2 separate regions of the Mus musculus genome follow, and region 1 is linked to region 2. The links are chromatin contacts, called in public Hi-C maps. All regions are on one chromosome and are shown on one strand. Each heading gives the region's core, a stretch centred on a gene start, on an enhancer-like site or on the middle of the called end of the contact. The rest is flanking DNA. Distances are from core to core; before and after follow the strand shown. Region 1 overlaps Fam53b (family with sequence similarity 53, member B). Region 2 overlaps Lhpp (phospholysine phosphohistidine inorganic pyrophosphate phosphatase).

Region 1 (4,684 bases), core at 42-2,541, 120 kb before region 2:
ATTAAGAGGGAAGGTTTCATGGCATGGCTGAAGAATTGTCTCAGCTCTGAAAGGTTGGAGGCAAATGATAAATGATACCACATTATGTGGAAAGGGAGAGAACGTAAAGTGAGACAGGCGTGGCCAGGTGTGGCCAGGCACATGCTTTTATAACTTTTTTTTTTTTTAATTAACTCAGTCCCATGATACCTGCTAAAGCACCATGCCCCTGCCCTATGCCCCCTTAACATGGCTACACTGGGAATTGGTGACTCCTTAGAGACACACCAAGGTAGTGCTCAGTAGATAGAAGCTGTTCTAAGTGAGGTTACAGAGAAAGCCAGCTGGGTCAAGCGGCAGCCTCAAAGACAGAAGACAGCTTCAAAGACAGCTAGGTTTCAGTCTTGTCACCCACCCTCCTGGAATCACCTGTCCCTTATTCTCTGGAAAGAGGTCTTCTTACACTGGTCTAGGTCGCTGGACAGGGACCAGCATTCCCTGATGGGGTTCTTTGAGCCTGTGTTACTTACTGGTCGAAAGAATCCTCGGCAACTTGAGATTGTGCCAAGCTCTGCTGGTCTGGATTAGCCTCTCCAGGTCTATATATACCCAGACTCGAAGAAGCTGCTGCGATTTAGCCTAATTCCATAAGTGTGTGCTGAGCTCAACTTGTTCAAGGGATTGTGCTGAGGCATGTAAAGGGCAGAGACTCTTCCAGCTGATCCCAGAAGCCAGCTCCAGCCACAGCTCCTGGGAGCCACCATGTTGCAGAATAAAGTCTGCATTCAGCGTGGCTCTCAGAGCTCAGGGTCTTTCCAGCTCTCTGTCCTGCAGCATGGCTGCCAGAGTGCATACCATTCCCCATATCGTGTTCTGACTGCTTCATTACAACCGTTTTTAAAGGCCACACAGCCTTCAGCCATACAACTCTACTGTAGTTTATTTAGCCAGTCCCCTGTGAGTGGGCAGCCAGGGTGTTCCTGCCCTGGGCTCCGTGCAGGGGAGGCTTTAATACCCCCCTCCCCCCCACACACACACTGCCCTTCCCCCTGCTCTCAGCTTGTATATAGTGCTGCCACTTTTCAGAGCTGTGAGGGCAGGAGTGAGGCCACATTCCTTTCTTCTCCAGACCTTTGGCCATTTACTGACCACTCGGGTACACAGGTGCTTATAGTACTCCACCCCAAGTGCTGCCTCTGCCAGCTCCCCTTTGTAGGGGCTAAAGTGGGGTTGGAGCTGGTAAGAGTACGGATGCCCATTTTTCAGCTTTGTGCAGAGCTGTGGCTGGAAGGGCTGTCATGTTTCCATGGCAACAGATCTCCATAGTCTTGCTTTTACTGGCCTCCCAGTTTCAGCAGAGGGATGGACCCTGATACAGCCAGGCCCCTGCTGGTGGAATTTAAGTCAGCTGCAAAGGATGACTGGATGTCCACCCCTGGAAAGAGGGTTGGGACTCCTCCATGAAACTGGCGGTAGTAGCTGCTGTCAGTGATTTCTCAGATGAACCGGACACAGAGGAAAACGCTTGACCTCTGCTTCCCTAGGATACAATAACCTTAAGGGCAGCTAGAGTTATTTCTTATTTATCAAGAGGGAAGGAAACTGGGCCCCACAGAGAAATCAATATATTTCAAGAGGGAAGATTCCAACCCAAATATGCTGGTCTTAGGCTCCGAGTTTATGACCACCAAGGCTAGCAGTCACCTCCGAGAAGGAAATGCTGAGTTTACTTCTCAGGCCTTGTGCCAATGGCTGCCTGCCCTAGAGCTGAATTGAGGTTCACACCCAGAAGGTGATGGCTGCCATCAGGCCTCCCCTGCTGAGGCAGCACAAAGGGCCCTTTTGAAGGGCGAATCCAGGGGCACCCCTCCTGGCCTGTTCCTGATCCAAGCCTGCAGGGGGCCAGTGGGCACTTCTGGCCCTGCTGTTGAGCCAGAACTAGGCGGAATGGTTTGACATTCTTTCCTTAAACACATCACACTTGGTTGGGACACACAGTTTGTAGACTGATGTGGTACTGAAGCATGAAGCAGGTCTCCTAGCGCCACGGGGGACTCTTGACCACCACCCCCCCCCCCCCCGCCTCCTTTCCTGAACAGTCAAGCTTTATAAATGCATTGACTACCCTCCTCCCCACCCCTGATTTTGCACTTTGGATGAACCTTGTTTTCGAAGAAGTTAGAAGGTTGGTTTCCTGTGCTCACCAGCCGGCCTGTAATAGCAGAGTCAGGAGCACCACTGTAAAGTCCAGTGGAAGTAAACAGGAGAACATGGCTGACAAGCTGGATGGGAAGTGAATGCCAGGTGCCATCTACTTTCACACAGCAGCTTCTAAAACATTAGTGCTGAACAGTCCGTTTTTAATCACAGATTAGAAGCCGCTTTTCTTTTTCTTTATTGCTATGATTACCGTTATTTTTTAGATTTTGATGGTGATCTTCCAGTCCTTCTGTCCATGTGACTTTCCTTTGAAGGTCAAATCGCAGGCTGATAGGGATGGGGTATTAAGATCAGGGAAGTCACCTTGTAAGGAGTGGCTTTTCAGACCTGTGCAGTGTCTTCCTTTGCTTGGTGGGACGTCATGAACAAGGAGGCTGCCTGATGATCTTTGGCAAGTGATAGTGCCGAGGAGGTCTGGGCAGTCGCTCATAGGTCACTTGGTGTGGCCCACTCTGGGGAAAGGGACAAAACCACAACTGTTAAGGATGGGACACGTGTCTTTAAATAGACCTTCCTGATTTGTTTGTAGCAGTTTTCCTAAGAAGGTAGATGAGGTAAGCCAGTGGCCAGCTCTGCATCCCCTGCCCCCTTTGATATTGGATGTGGGGATGAGGAATATTGATCCTTTGCCAGTCTAAACTTGTCCTAATGTGAGCTCGGTGTGCCTGCAAAAGCCAGCCCAGCCAGTGATAAGATGCTGGATTGCCAGGAACCACATATTGCTAGCACCTCAGAACCTGTGGTCTTGAAGATGTCTCGTGGGTCCAAATTTGTTGCTGTCTCTGGCAGAGCATTGGCTATATTAGATGTCTAAGGCTAGCTGGGGTGTGTGTGTGTTTGTGTGTGTGTGTTTGTGTGTGTGTGTGAGAGAGAGAGAGAGAGAGAGAGAGAGAGAGATCTAAGAAAGTGATTCTTGCCCTTGGTGACCTCCCAGAGTGCACCTCCTTTAGTAAGGATATGGTTCCATCCCTGTGGAGTTCTCTGCATTACACCTGAGGCTTTCCTAGTGCTGAGCCCGTTGCTTGTCTTTTTGTCTTTCCAGGCCGTTGACTACTTTTGGCCATTCCCAGAGGCCAGTCTGAGCAACTGATGGGGAGCTGTTTCTAGTGACCTCACTCTCCGGAATGCCCAGGTATCACTGTTAATCAAGTCTTCCCCGCTGAAGATGGCCTGTGCCCAGCCTGGGATGCAGCCCAGTTCCTGAGGTCCTTACCATGGTGATGATCCTAAGGAGAAGCCTCATCAACCAGGGAGCTGACTCTGGAGCACACAGGACCTTCATCCCTGAACTGGTGAGGACCTCAAGCACTGCATTTCTTTCTCCTCCTTTGTGGCATTGGGGTGCAGGGAGGGCTTGTGGTGTGGCTGTGGATGGGCATCTGGGCCTAACAACTTGGAAGTGAGCAGAGCTCTGTGAGAGGGTCGAGGCTGGGACTGTGTGCAAAGGAGCAGAGTGTAGATTTGTACTCAGGGAGACAATAGCTGGATCCAGGTTAGAGCCGATTTGACGGGGTAGGAAGGTCACGCCAGAGGCGGCTCAGAGTAGCCCAGCACTCTGTTCACCTCCACCTCAAGAGAGAGGTGGCTGGCGTCCAGGATGAGGGTGCCAGAGGACGAGCCGAGATAAGGCTGTCTCAAAGGGCAGTGCCGCATGAGAGCCACCACCTGAGGGTCGAGAGTGGTAGATTAGAGAGAAAGGAAGCGCAATTTGGCAGTAAGGTGGCAAGTCCAGCTGCCCTCTGACTGCATGTCTCGTCACCTACCCTCCTCGAATCACCCATTTGTTTGCCCTCTACCAGGTGGTGATGGGCTTCACACTCAGCCCTTTGGTGGGCTTCCTTTCCTTGTCTCATGCTGGCCAATACCACATTGTGACGGCTGAAGCCCCTTCCCCAGGGAGTTTGGTGAAATACTTGGGACCTGCACGTGTTCTGTAGGCTTTCACAAGTGCGTGTCCCGTGGACTGGCATGGGCCAGCAGGGTTGAGGAACCAGTGTAACTTGGAGCTGAGTAACTTGCCCTGTTTGTGTAGAGTAGCTCCCAGTCTAGAGGTAGGATCTACCAAGCATGCATACAGTGGCCCTTTAAGGGCCATTAATGCCAATTCATAGCTGATACCCTGTTGAGATCCAGGTGTGCTGAGGAGGATGGCGGGTCTATAGGCATATCAGAACCTCACAGAACTGGGGTGCTGGGTGTGGCCTCTGAGGCTGAAAAGAAGTGGCTTAGCAACCACTGGGCCCAGTATGACTTTCCAAACATATAGTTGAGAGCTGAGACCTGCAGCAGGGCAGTGACTGCCTCAGCACCCACTTCTTCACCTCATTCCCACCCATCAGCCCCACTGCTTGGCCTGTGTATAGGCCTCCTTTCTTAGGCTGATATTGGAACACTTATCTCTTAGCTGTTCTCTGCCCCAGCACTGTAGGCACATGGGAGAGAGAAGCAGCTAAGGTTCATCTGACTGAGGACACCTGGGTCATCC
Region 2 (4,736 bases), core at 264-2,763:
CCAGGGGCCAGCCCGAAGCCTTGGCTTGCCCATCTCCTGTCCGCAGTCCACTGGGCTTGCAGGGTGCTTCCTCAGTCAGGGCTGCAGGAGCCGAGATACCAGCTGGGGCACACACACACACCCTAGGCTCCTCCATCTGGCTGCAGCAGCCCTGTCTGCGTCCCCCTCGAAGTTTATTTTAAACTATTTCACGTGGAAAAAACTCAGCTTCCTCTTCAGTAGTAGGTTCCAAGAAGGCTAACCCCTTCCTCTCCAGTCTGTTCCACCCCACCCCTGAAAAAAACTAATAAGGACAGCAAAAATGCTACACACTACCGGAAACACGACTGCCCATGAGCATCTGTATCCTCGGGCCGAGACTCCTGGTACACTCCAGAATAAACGTACCCAGCTGTGAGGTAGCAGAGGCTCACAGAAAGATGTGCTTAAGACGGAGGCCAGAGCAGCCTGCTGTTCACAGACTCCCCAAGCTGAGCCTCCCTCTTTAACAGGTCAGAGGTCAGGGCTCACCAATCTCGCTCTGATTCTAAGGCAGGATAACCACCTTCCCAGGTCACAGGAGCTGCTTAGGGCACAGCATGGGGAGGGGCTGGTGGGTTTTACCATGGCCCCCAGGTTCTGAGGGAGCTGGGCAGAACTGGAACTTGGCATTCACAGCCTGGAAAAACCTGAAACGGCCCGTCTTGGTTCTGTAATCTGAACCCTTTGGGGCTGCCATGCAGTGGCACACAGAGTCCAAGCCCACTGCCAACAACAAGCCCATCTCTTCAGTGACATCAGACGCCTCGAGCGTGGGGACCCACTGCAGCCCCACAGCGCCCTGCAGGCTGATGGTACCCCAGCTGCCCGACACTTCTGTCAAGCACTGCCCCATTCCTGTCTAGGCTCTCTGTATAATTTAGACACAGGAGACTGAAAAGCAAAAGCAAAAAACAACAACAAACAAAAAACCAAACAGATAAAATGAAAAGAGATAGAAGTCAGGAAATCTCACTGCCTTCCTAAAGCCTTTACCAGCAGGCCAACCCAAGCAAGTCTGCCCATGAGGACGGACGGACACTTAGGGAGAGGCTGGAATGGGGGCAGCTGGGATGCTTCTATAGCTCTGTCTGATGACCACAGCTCATGCTCCCCAATGAAGGCCAGTGGGGAGTGATGGAGTAGTGGGTGGGGAGAGACAGTGGGGGTCGGAGGAGTAAGGGGAAAGGTAAGGAAGGATGCAGCCAGGTGGCGTGGAGAGTGCTTCACACCTTGCACAAACGCACGTGGGCGCAGAGATAAGCATGCCGTCTAAGTACACACTGAGCATTGTGGCACACAGGTACATTTTTCTTCCTCTAGTAACTGGTGTGTGTGGAAGGCAAGTGCTTTGCTCACCAAGCCATTTCCCTATTTCCTGGAGCAACGCATGTCTGGAGTATAGACAGGCCTGGGGTGGGAGCTAGTGTTGCCACATGGTGTGGAAAGTCACCATGCCTCTCTATTCCCCACCCAGAGCCAGTGGCGCCCCCTGCTGGTGGAAAGATACTGAGATTCTATGATAAAGGAAGCCCATAAAGAATCTAGGCAAAGCCCAGGATGGGGGTGGGGACACACGGAGACAGGGGTGGAAGAGCACAGCATGACAAAGGGCTCAAAGAAAGAATGAGAAGGGGACATCAGGGGACTTAGTGGGCAAGGACTGTGGTGTCACAGGGACCCCAGGCCCAGAATGCACACAGTTCTCTGGGTTCTCCCCCTGTGAAGGTCCCAGCTGGAGAAGAACACAAAAAAGCCTCCATGGGTCACAGAAGCTGCTGTGGTTCCTTAGACCCCAGCCTGCCCTGAGTCTAGCAAGGTGGCCAGACCACAGAGTGACAAAGACGCACGGCAACAGGGGAGCAGGCAGGGTGAGCATACATGGGAGCGAGCTGGCATGGATGTGAATATGTGAGTGTAAGGGGCGGAGGGACAGGGAGGCTGGCTGTGAGTGCTTTTAAGGGTGCACTGGGGCCTGATGTGCTTGCTGCGTGTGATCTGTGTGTTCAAGTCCTGAACTCCGGAAGGGCTGACTCTCCCAGAACCTGGTGACAAGGCGCCCTCTTGTGGCCAGAGCAGGAGGCGGTACATGTAAGAAGAAAAGGAAAGATTGTTTTGCGTCTGAATGAGGCCCAGGTGGATGTTGGGGCTCAGGAAGGATGGGACTGAAAGGACAATGAAGGGAGGGGAGGGGAGAGTAGATTAGAGAAGGCCAATGTATCTTGGATGCTGAACTCCACCAGGTGCCCTCGGTGTCTTCTCTGAGCTCCACCCTCCCCAATACTCCCCAAGTACCCTGTCCAGACAAGAAGCAAGGGGAGTGGGCTTCAACTGGCTGCACGGATACAGAAAAGAGCTCGGCCTTTTGGCTGACATGTGGAGCCTGGGTATGAGCAAGGGGTGAAATAAGGTTGCCTCTCCCTCCACCGTGCACCAGAGAGTGCTGTAAAGACAGTGTGTGTGACAGCCCCATCCTTACCTGTCACGGGCACAGAGACAGATTTCACAGCCACCACCCCCTGCTTCCTGGAGCAGCCCTGTCTGAAGTGTGCAGTGCTTTCTGGATGTGCTTGGGGGCCGTAAGGAGGCTCGGGACAAGATAAAAGCATGGGAATATGGCAGCTGCCACTAAGTTCGCTTCCTGGGCCATCCAGGCTGTGTTGGGGCAGGCAGAGTTGTGTCTCCAGTCATTCCCACGAGGGCTGTTCTGGTTGGGCATGCGCGGGCAGGTGTTAGTTCTGGTGAGATGGCTTCCCTTTTTAAGGAGTCCCAAACTCACAAATCACGGACAAGCCAAGTGCACCCTGAAAGATCATTTGCTTTTACAACAGTGTCCTGGCACAGGAGTCCCCTGAAGGCATGGTGTGCAGTGAAAGTCACTTATTGCTGACAGTTGGTTCCTCTCCTTTCTACTCGGCACAGCCACCACCTGTGCTCTGTGATCTTGACCACTGACCACTGCTTTAGCAATGACAATCTAGGACTTAAAGGTGACGATCATAGAGCAGGTGGAGCAGGCGGCATGAGTGCAGGACAGCCCCACACTGATGGCCCTGCTCCATTTGGACCTCAGTTTCTGCATCTGCAGCCGGGAGGTGGCACAATGGTAGTGGGAGCTCTAGGATCCTCCGAGAGGTTGCTCCATTTCCCCTTTATCAACAGGAAATAGGACTAGCCTCCAGTACCGGAGGTCCTAGGGGCCAGAGTACAGAGAAAGAGTCTGATACTGCCAGGCCAGAGGCTAGCCCAGTACTGGTCAGCCTAACACTGGAGTCTGATGCAGCCAAGCCAGAGGCTAGCCCAGTACTGGTCAGCCTAACGCCGGAGTCTGATGCAGCCAGGCCAGAGGCTAGCCCAGTACTGGTCAGCCTAACGCTGGAGTCTGATGCAGCCAGGCCAGAGGCTAGCCCAGTACTGGTCAGCCTAACGCTGGAGTCTGATGCAGCCAGGCCAGAGGCTAGCCCAGTACTGGTCAGCCTAATGCTGACACCTTGGGCCTTTTACTCAAGTTTCCGGCACTCAGTCCTCCTCTGCTCTTCTGAGTGAGACAGTCACCAGCCACTGGGATTCACTCTGGGTAGGGAGTTCACACCACTCCAGGCAGCTGGGTCTATTTTGGGAGAGCTCTGATAGACCTTCCTGGATACAGTTTCCTTGAGAATTCTGTGAGGGCCCTTCCAGAGCTCCACATGAGCACAGCAGGAGCTTAAGGCTATACAGGGTTCCTGTTTGCCTCTGAGAAAAGCGTGGCCTAGAAACCAGACCCTGCCTGCGTCATCCACAGGCACCATGAGGAGACCTCCCTGGTGTAAGGGTGAGACCAAATGACCCACTTCAGGATCTGCTCTGGGTCAGAGGCCCCCACAGCCAGGCCTTTTTTGTAAAGCTACCTCACTGATAGCTGGTCCTCTGACCTGATAGATAAATATGGAAGGGACAAGATGAGAGAAAGGGACCTGGGCCTGTCTGAATTCAGAGGCTGTTCACAGGCACACACAGAGAGCTTGCACTGCAGGGGAGCAGAGTTGCCGAACTGGGGTGGGTGTGGGGGGGGGGGGCTATGATCCCTCTTTGGCAGGATGCCAAAGTGGCTGCTAGGATGGCGACCTCCTCTTAGGGCTAAGGAACATCAGCGTGCAGTCAGGCCACCTAAGGGTGCATCTATGACTTAAGGGTGTCCCCTGTAGTGAGAAGGGACAGTGTAGGAACAAATACACATCTCCAGTCACAAAAGTTTAGGGTTAGGGTTAGGGTTAGACTACAATTTACCACTAATAGTGTAACATGCACAATGTTAGGGTTAGAGGTCAGGGTTAGGGTCTCTAACAGTAAGTCTAATGAAGTATCAACACTTCAAACTGTCTTCACTGTGGAAAATCAGAGCTGGGCTTGCTTTCCCTACTTGGTCTCTGAAAACAGTGTTTCTTGCATGTTCGCATTGGGACAAGTCACTTCTCCAGGCGTCATGGCTGTCACACCTGTAAGTGTCTCTAGGGCTTTAATAGCTAGATCCCTTGTCATGTCAATGCTCAGGTCCAACAGCACAAACTGAGCCTCTTATGCCAGAGCGGCCTCACTGTGGGTGACCCATTTGCTCCTTTGCAAATATTAAGGTTCTTACTCTGCCACCAGCCAGGCAAAGGATGACCTGCCTCCTTCCAAACAAGTCCCGTCCTGTGGAACGGGGACAGTTTCTGGAAGCCTAGTGGTAGTTCTCC

The links. A called contact is a pair of places that touch in the nucleus more often than the background predicts.
Region 1: a Hi-C map of muscle stem cells shows a contact between it and region 2, with 2.7 times the contacts expected there. The contact joins two enhancer-like sites. A contact is called at or near these places in 2 of 39 promoter capture datasets (embryonic stem cells and macrophages), 2 of 15 datasets of contacts at CTCF or cohesin (embryonic stem cells and large pre-B cells), 12 of 484 Hi-C or Micro-C datasets (B cells, Sertoli cells, bone marrow-derived macrophages and 7 more), 5 of 115 datasets of contacts at active chromatin or transcription factors (bone marrow-derived macrophages, embryonic basal ganglia, embryonic stem cells and 2 more) and 4 of 9 other capture datasets (adipose tissue, embryonic stem cells, liver and 1 more).

What each region holds. Positions count from the first base shown.
Region 1 is chr7:132,777,943-132,782,626 of GRCm38.p6, reverse strand. It overlaps Fam53b (family with sequence similarity 53, member B), which reads left to right. Exons shown (of 5, transcript NM_001381858.1): 2 at 3,242-3,491. The coding sequence starts at 3,414. Among named protein-coding and RNA genes, the nearest start is that of Fam53b, 34 kb to the left of the region's middle. Within about 2 kb of position 1,291, at least 98 of the 459 cell types and tissues checked have an H3K27ac peak or open chromatin away from gene starts, as enhancers often do. A contact at or near this core is called in liver, muscle stem cells and uterus, where this site is marked.
Region 2 is chr7:132,653,563-132,658,298 of GRCm38.p6, reverse strand. The region is part of intron 6 of Lhpp (phospholysine phosphohistidine inorganic pyrophosphate phosphatase); the gene reads right to left. Among named protein-coding and RNA genes, the nearest start is that of Lhpp, 45 kb to the right of the region's middle. Within about 2 kb of position 1,513, at least 146 of the 459 cell types and tissues checked have an H3K27ac peak or open chromatin away from gene starts, as enhancers often do. A contact at or near this core is called in liver, muscle stem cells and uterus, where this site is marked.